Linked DNA regions of Mus musculus: all the other regions are linked to region 2. The links are chromatin contacts, called in public ChIA-PET and promoter capture Hi-C maps. All regions are on one chromosome and are shown on one strand. Each heading gives the region's core, a stretch centred on a gene start, on an enhancer-like site or on the middle of the called end of the contact. The rest is flanking DNA. Distances are from core to core; before and after follow the strand shown. Region 1 overlaps Bicc1 (BicC family RNA binding protein 1). Region 2 holds the start of Tfam (transcription factor A, mitochondrial). Region 3 overlaps Ipmk (inositol polyphosphate multikinase).

Region 1 (2,700 bases), core at 126-2,625, 180 kb before region 2:
CATATAAATCCTTAAAACAGACTGAGGTATTTGATTTAAAAACAAACCCAAGAACCAGGCACGATAGCACATGCCTTTAATCCCAGCAGCCTAGTGACAAAGATGGGTAAGATCCAAGTTCAAAGCCAGCCTGGTCTATAGAGCAAGTTCCAGGACAGCCAGGTCTACAAGCAAACCAACCCAGGAGTGTACCACCCAAGCTCAGCACCACATGTCACACGTCACTTGTATGGGAATCCCCACCCCACCTCCACCCCTACCCCCTACTGCTTCTGTCACGCTTGCTGGGAAGTTCCATTCGGGAAACATGCCTAGCTTGTGTGCTGTTCTCCATCAGAATGTTCCAGACACACGAGACTAAATAAAAAGAGTGAGGGATGCTAAGATCATACAGAGCTAATCTATCTTTGCTGCTCTTGTCCTAGCCTCGTGTCTATGGTGACGACCCTGATAAGGAACATCAGCTGTGAAACCCTACAGGCCCTTCGCACTAGGAGCTTCGAGAGTCGTTCCTCAGGAGGAAACAGGAAAGAGAAAATTCTGAGGCTGTACTGTGGAGAATCTCAACCCAGATGAAGGGTATGCCTGGGGCTGCGTAGATGGCCTTTAGATCAGAGCGGAAAGAGGGGCAGAGGGAGGGAGGGAGGAAGGGAGGGAGGCAAAAGAAAAGGGCTATGCACATCTATAACCCAGCACTGTGGGGTAGCACAAACTAGAAGGTAAGGGGCTTTCTGGCTGTCAGGCTAGCTCCAGGTCCTGGTTGGGGATAAGTTTACAAAAGATAGAGCCCAACATGCCCAAGGACTCCCTCCAGCCTCCACACCTGAGCAATGAGTTCACCAGCTCGTGCATGCAGAGAGTAGTAGGCCTGCCCGCCTCTTACAGATCAGGGTGACCTTCTCTGTCACACTCTTGTTGCCTCCTGGAGAGAGTGGGCAGCAGATTCTGTCTATCAGCAAGCTGCGCTCTGCGGGACTAACACATTTAAGGTGCTGTCTTTTAAACAGCCAGCCTTCAGGAATAGTGTGTATTTGTTAATAAATGGCGTGGTGCCATCCTCAAGAGAAGTTGCTCTGGTGGCAGTGAAGCCAAAACAGACAGACCCACAGACAGTCAAAGTCTACAACGGGCAGACTTGTAGATACACCATTCTTACATCTAATCGCTAGTCCAGAAAAAAAAAAAAAAAAAAAAAAAACCCTGTGTTACTCCAGTATCTCAAGCATTGCTCTGAATTAATGGAGAAAGCTCACTGCAGTAAACACTGTCTGCACAGGGGTGTCTAACGACTTCTTCCCCTTGCCAGGCAAGAGAGGAAGACAGACTGAGGGAATGCTCAGCAGGACAGGCCACTGATCCCTGGAGGGCAGCACACGGGAACAGAGCCAGTGCTGACTCAGAGACAGGTTTACTCTAGACAGTTTCTCGTCACCTTTGAGAGGGCCAAGGGAACCGGCCCGAAATCCTGAACAATGACAGTATGCCCTTCCTTTAAAGTCAGTCAGCTGGTCCCCTGGGGGAACTAACCTCAACTTCACAACTGCCTCAGAATGCCCACCGGAGAGCTGGCAAAAGGCATCACGGGGTTCCAGGTTCAAACAGAAAGAGGGCACGCTGCCTTCTCAAGCCAGGGTCACAAAACCACTTGGCTTGAGAAACCTGCCAGGCAGCAGGCCAGCGATGGCCTCTGTGTTTGTTGAAGTCTGCCTAGCAACCCCTGGCAATTTCTGAAAGCACGTTCAGTCATCCTGGAAAAATAAACACCTGCCAATGGAACGGCCGAGGTTCGAAGTGTGTGCCCTTCCCTCCTGGAGAAGAAAGCTTGCTGTTAGCCTCCCGTCTGTGGACAGAGGTGCAGTGGCTGCAGCCAAGAGCATGAGGGTGGGGGTGGCAGAGAGGAGAGTGAACTTTCGGTCCAAACACCACAGTGACACTCTTCAGAATACAAACCCTAATGATACTTGGAGAATTCTCACTGTGAGGAATTGACATTTATTCTACTTAATATAATCATCTCCAGATCCATCTGTTTCCTTACGGTGCATGCTTCCTTGCACTTAAATTTAAATACACATGCTTTTGACGTGAACATAGAAGGGGCATAACGAGAGGGAAGATGAAATCTAAAGTGAGAGGGAGGAAGTGAGAGAAAGGTAATGACCTCGATATATCACAAAGAAGCAGAAGGGAAGAACTAACAAAGAGAAGCGGGAGATGGGACAGCAAAAAAGCAGCAGGGGCTGGAGGAGGGCCTGCTATACTGACATACATTTGTCCATACATACACACATATATGAAGACATCACAACCAAACCCATCTCTTTGTACATCCACTTTAAAAATTAATCTTAAAAATCGAGAGAGAAAAAAAGAGTTGACATCTAAAAATAACTGTGTGGTCTGGAGAGATGGCTCAGCAGTTAAAAGTGGAGATGGATCTCACAGAAGCCCTCAAGTTTGGTCCCCAGCACCCAGGTCAGGTGGCTCACAATGATCTGTAACTCCAGTTCAAATGGATCTGGTGCCTTCTTCTGGCCTCTGCAGGCACCTGCATTTGTGTGCACACACCCACACATAGACACCCACATACACACACAGACACATACACACACAGACACACACACACACACACACACACACACACACAAGTACAGATGATTAAAAAATGAAATCAATGTTCACAAATAATTTTTGCCTCTG
Region 2 (2,700 bases), core at 201-2,700:
GTGGCCGTCTCCAGACACACCAGAAGAGGGCATAGGATCCCATTACAGATGGTTGTGAGCCACCATGTGGTTGCTGGGAACTGAACTCAGGACCTCTGGAAGAGTCAGTGCTCTTATCCACTGAGCCATCTCTCCTGCCCTCTACATCTTATTTTAAAACTATTTTTCTCATTTATATTTAAAGAACTTCTATTAGTTAAAAAAAAACTTATACAGACTACCAAAGAAAATGACTGTACTAGATGCTCTGGTAATGCAAATCAAAGATTGCAATTAAAAAAAAAATCATATCAGAGAAGATCATAAGCCCCAAACTCCTTACCTGGGTGTTTAGCTTTAAATTTGGGTAGCTGTTCTGTGGAAAATCGAAGGTATGAACTCATAGGTTTCTTTGGATAGCTACCCATGCTGGAAAAACACTTCGGAATACAGACAAGACTACACACAAGTAAAAAGAACGGAATGTCAGATACGTGTAACAGTCATACACAGATCTCAGATTCTAAGTACAAAGTCAGCCAAGGTGCTGTACATCCAACACCTCCACCTAAAATGCTAATAACTAGCCCAGCAGTTGTGGCACAGGCCTTTAATCCCAACATTCTAGTGGCAGAGCAGGTGGATCTCTGTTAAGTCAATGACAGCCTAGTCTACAAAAGGAGTTCTAGGACAGCCAGGGCTATGCAGAGAGACCCAATCTTTTAAATTAAAAAAAAAAAAAAAGTCAACCAATCAACCAAAAAAATATATAATCGTAATAACCTTTGAGTGCATTTCCCTTCCCTCTGCTGTGCTAAGAATTCAATTAAACGCAAGGGGCTTCAGCTGTATAAGCTCCATAACCGACTTACTTTAACAACCTACCCTAAGCAAAAAAATAAAAGAGGTTGCAGGGCTGAGGCTTGCAAACAGGGCAGGTTTGGGTGACCTAGCCAAACCAAAGAGGGGTGAAGCAAGTCCTAGCATCATGGGTGACCTAGCCAAACCAAAGAGGGGCCTGCAGGGCTAAAACAAGTCGTGGCATCCTGGGTGACCTCCTGGCAGCGTCCGGGCGAGCGTTCCGCGCCACAACTTCAGGGCCCGCCTCCAAGGCAGAAGGAGAGCGCCCTAGGCGCCGAAAGGTAGAAGGTGACAGGAAGTGGGGTCGGGTACCAAAAGGCGCGAGACCCCAGGCGGCCCGGAGGACGAGGGTGGGACGAGGGCAGACGGACGCCTGAACGAACGGCGTCCCTCGCCCGCGGCCTACCTGATAGACGAGGGGATGCGACCCCCGCAGCCCGCGCACATCTCGACCCCCGTGCGCCCCAGTGCTTTTAGCACGCTCCACATTCCCCGGAACAGCGCCATCGCTCGGGCCGACGAATGATGGCCCGGCGCCGTCCGGTTCGTCTCACGCAATACGGTGCCTATGGACTGCCACACTACCAGCGTGGGAACTCCGGGGGCTTGTTATCATGCCCGCCGCGCGCGGGGTACTGTGGGAAGCCCGGACTTCCGGTCCGCGGCAGGAGGCGGGGAGGACAGGAGGTGCTGTGCGTCCCCCACCGCTCAGTGGGCGGGGCCGGGCCGAGGAGGGGGCGGAGCCTGAGGCTAGGGAGGGTGGGCCTGGTCTAAGGTGGGTGTTGCTGAGCGGCGGCTTACCCCCAGGCCCCTGCCATGTGTTCTCCTGGGCTGCCTGCGTGCTGTTGCTGGACCATGGGCCTGGGCTGCCTACTGAGCTTCGTGACGCTGGTGCTGCGGCTTGTGTCACAGTGCCTGGCTACTGAAGTTAGAGATCCGTGGTACTGCTGATGCCCCAACAGCAAACTGCATGTTTCATGAGTCCGCAGGAAAGCCCACAAGGCTACTGGAGGGGTGGAAGAGAGGGAGGAGTGGTCTTGAAATGGATCGCCTTATTTATCTTCTCTTTAACAATTAATAGAAAGGAATGAGGGTTCCCAAGATGGCCCAGAGCCTGGCAAGCTGAGTTCTATCCCCAAGACCTACATGATTAAAAGAGAGAACCAACTCAAACAAGTTGCCCTCTGACTTTGACATACACACACACACAAACATGTACACAAAAGGAAATGTGTCACGAAAAAAAAATTAATAAACTGAACCCAGCTTGATGGTGCAGGCCTGTAATCCCAGCCCTTGGGAGGCGGAGGCAGGCATTCAAATTCATCCCCTGCTACATAGCAAGTTCAAAACTACATGAGACCCTGCCTCAAAACAAAAACCCAAACAACTAGCCCTCATAATAGCAACAAAGCAAGAATATTCTTCACTTGATCTTCTCCAAAAGGCTGAGAAGCGATAGCAAAAATATTCTTATATTAATACCTGAGCAGGGCATGCCAGAGCCCTGAATATTGTTTCCCACTTTGCAGATCACGTGGACTAGATGAGCTTAGCCAGCCAAACCACTGAAATTGTGGGACCAGGATGGACTTGAGGTAGTGTACAGTTTGTGTCCTACAAAAAACTCAATTTTTGTTTGTTTGGTTGGTTTTTTTTTTTTTTTTAATTCAATGGCATGGAAAAGATTAGGAAGATCTAAAAATGGTCAAGGGCTTCAATCTGTTAAAATATGTTGCTTAAGGTCTGGGAATGTGGCTTAACTGGTAGGGATGCCTGCCAGGATGCACAGAAAGCCGTTGGCTTAGATCCCCCCCATAAGCCAGGATCCTCACATAGAGCAGGCATGGTGTCTTAAGC
Region 3 (2,700 bases), core at 62-2,561, 130 kb after region 2:
TGTGTAATAAATAGATGTTCTTGTTAATGTTTAACTGTGGGCACAGGATTAGCTACAGGGTGGAGAGTCTCTCTTATCAAGTGCCTGCCTGAGTTGTGATAGTGCCCTTTTATTTTGTGGTTGTTTTTGTTTTGCTGTGTTTTTTGTTTTACTGGGAAGGGGCAGGGCTTGCTCCAGGGGCTCCGCCTGTATTTGTCTTCGTTCTGGATGTTGGAATTCACCTTGCACGCATGGGTTTAAATACCTGTCTGTCATGCTCACGTAATAGTTAATGTATTTAACCAGGCCGATCCCCGTGCTCAGTGACACCAGGCTCTGTGCTGAATAAAATGTCACTTCTGTTCCTCATGAGCAGCTCTGGAAGGCAAGGCTCTCATGCTGTTGCCCGTGTGCCTCAGAGCAGTGCCTTGTCTTGTAAGGTGCTCTCAGAGCTGTACTGACACAGCCTGAACACTGTGGACCATGATGCCTCTGTTTCATGGTGGGCCCCTGATTCAGCGGTTCTCAACCTGTGGGTCACCATCCCTTTGGGGTTTGGGGAGGGTCACATGACCCTTTCACAGGGGTCACCTAAGACCATTAGAAAATACAGATATTTACATTTTGATTCATAACAATAACAAAATTACAGTTATGAAGTAGCAATGAAATTAATTTTATGGTTGGGGGTCAGCATGACATAAGGAACAGTATTAAAGGGTCGCAGCGTTAGGAAGGCTGAGGCCCACTACTCCGATCTGTATATGCCACTGAAGTATAGGGCTTGCTAGGATGGCACAAGCTAACATGCTGGAGTTGACATTTGAACTTAGTTTGCTGTGCTTGTAAAAATTGCTTTGTGCTATTATTTTGTTTAAGATTTTGTAGGTATAAGTTGTACAAACACAATTAAACAAGAAGGACATTTTATTATAAGGTTATAGGGATATCTTACAAAAGTCAGGGGTTTGTAGCTGAGCCATGCTGGGACCAGAACTAGCAACTAGACTGGAACTTAGGAATGTTTCTGCACATGCCCCTAGCCCACCAAGAGGATCGCTTCCTTTTCACATGTTGTGCCATGTGCAGATCCAGACAGAGAAGTCACAAGCAGCTGTCTGTCAGATGTTTGCCCATTTCAATGGCTCTGATTGGGAGTTGGGTTCCTGTTTAACAGGAACGTTTCTGAGGTCTGTGGGTAGCACTGGAAATGAGTTACACCATGCCACACCTCAGGCTGTCTCGGCTGGAGACCAGCCCACAGCAGTACTTCCTATATACCAGGAGTCTCTTCCTCCTTCCATTCAGTCCACAGTTCATTGATGGTTGCATCACACACAGGAAAAAACACTGCTCCACTCTGGACCCAGAGGGCCTGGCTGGGAAGACATCTTTTGTCACTGGTCTGGAGTTACTTCAGGAGATTGTCCTGTAGCGAAATGCCTGTGATCTTTACATAACTGAGTCTCAAGACTGAGCTACCTTGACTTGAGCTTTAGTCTACTGAAATCACTGAGAGAATCTGCTAGTCACGGTCTTCAGAGTGAATCCGTGTTCAGGCTTGTAGACATGACAGCTGTCAGTCTGTAACAGACTGGTGCTCAGGCTGTGTCCCACTTTCTTTTTATTTGATTTGATTTGATTTGTTTTTTTTTTTTTTTCCAATCAGCGTTTCTCTGTGTAGCCCTGGCTGTCCTGGAACTCACTCTGTAGACCAGGCTGGCCTCGAGCTCAGAAATTCTCCTGCCTCTGCCTCCCGAGTGCTGGGATTAAAGGCGTGCGCCACCACGCCCGGCTTTGTGTCCCACTTTCTTATTTCTCTCTTCCAAAGGCTTCTGTTAAGCCCTCCACACCCAGGCCTAGTTCTCTCCTGAGTACACGTGTGTTTCTTTTCTTTTGTGTGTGTTGGGACAAGCTCTTGATGTGTATGTACCCCAGACTGGCCTGATAACCATGTTGCCCAGATTGGTCTTTAGTCCGAAGTCCTCCTGCCTCAGCCTCCTGGGTGCTAAGATAGAGGCTTGGAACTCTACATCCGTAAAGCAGGTTTTGACGTTTAGTGATTGCAACTTAGAAGGGAAACTACAAATGAGAATCTTAGCTGCGTGGTGTTTCACCCTGTAATCCTGGCACTTGGAAGGCTGAAGTGGGGAGGACAGTGAGTTCAAGGCCATCCTAGTAAGATGCCGCATCCAAACACCAGAGTGCGTGCGCACGAGTATAACAGAAGCCAGGGAATAGAAAGGAAACACCTGCTCAATCCTCAGAAGACCTCATCTCATTTTCATGTTGAAGGCTAGCGACCTAACAGTGATGTAATTCCAATCACAGACATGAGAACCAGTGAGTAAAAGAAGCACACATGTGGCCAGTGGAACTAAACACAAGGAAAACTGTGTTTGGGATTAAAGGCGTGCGCCACCACGCTCGGCACTCGGGAGGCAGAGGCAGGCGGATTTCTGAGTTCGAGGCCAGCCTGGTCTACAAAGTGAGTTCCAGGACAGCCAGGGCTACACAGAGAAACCCTGTCTCGAAAAACCAAAAAAAAAAAAAAAAAAAAAAAAAAAACTGTGTCTGTGTTTGGGCCCTACTTGTTGATGAAATGACTTGGTCTGTTATAGCGCAGGGTGGGCTGGGTCCACAGTGCCCAGGGCAGTGGAAAAGGACAGGAAAAGCTACACCCATGTTTAGCAGGAGTTCACTGTATGGGAGGAGAAGAAA

Evidence for each region. Promoter capture Hi-C pulls out the DNA fragments that hold promoters and counts their contacts. ChIA-PET counts read pairs in DNA pulled down with a chosen protein or histone mark.
Region 1: a contact with region 2 is called in a promoter capture Hi-C map of liver. The contact joins the enhancer-like site here to the promoter of Tfam in region 2. A contact is called at or near these places in 2 of 39 promoter capture datasets (3T3-L1-derived adipocytes and liver), 1 of 484 Hi-C or Micro-C datasets (liver), 2 of 115 datasets of contacts at active chromatin or transcription factors (embryonic stem cells and fibro-adipogenic progenitors) and 2 of 9 other capture datasets (adipose tissue and pancreatic islet).
Region 3: an RNA polymerase II ChIA-PET map of memory CD8 T cells shows a contact between it and region 2, with 31 read pairs. The contact joins the enhancer-like site here to the promoter of Tfam in region 2. A contact is called at or near these places in 4 of 39 promoter capture datasets (the C10 cell line, liver and pre-B cells), 4 of 484 Hi-C or Micro-C datasets (B cells, CD4 T cells and double positive thymocytes), 2 of 115 datasets of contacts at active chromatin or transcription factors (double positive thymocytes and memory CD8 T cells) and 3 of 9 other capture datasets (adipose tissue, liver and pancreatic islet).

Annotation. Positions count from the first base shown.
Region 1 is chr10:71,057,351-71,060,050 of GRCm38.p6, forward strand. All of the region lies in intron 2 of Bicc1 (BicC family RNA binding protein 1), which reads right to left. Among named protein-coding and RNA genes, the nearest start is that of Bicc1, 100 kb to the right of the region's middle. Within about 2 kb of position 1,376, at least 80 of the 459 cell types and tissues checked have an H3K27ac peak or open chromatin away from gene starts, as enhancers often do. A contact at or near this core is called in adipose tissue, fibro-adipogenic progenitors, liver and 1 more, where this site is marked.
Region 2 is chr10:71,236,594-71,239,293 of GRCm38.p6, forward strand. It overlaps Tfam (transcription factor A, mitochondrial), which reads right to left and starts at 1,451. Exons shown (of 7, transcript NM_009360.4): 1 at 1,247-1,451; 2 at 323-438. The coding sequence starts at 1,347.
Region 3 is chr10:71,368,415-71,371,114 of GRCm38.p6, forward strand. The region is part of intron 3 of Ipmk (inositol polyphosphate multikinase); the gene reads left to right. Among named protein-coding and RNA genes, the nearest start is that of Ipmk, 22 kb to the left of the region's middle. Within about 2 kb of position 1,312, at least 64 of the 459 cell types and tissues checked have an H3K27ac peak or open chromatin away from gene starts, as enhancers often do. A contact at or near this core is called in liver, memory CD8 T cells, pancreatic islet and 1 more, where this site is marked.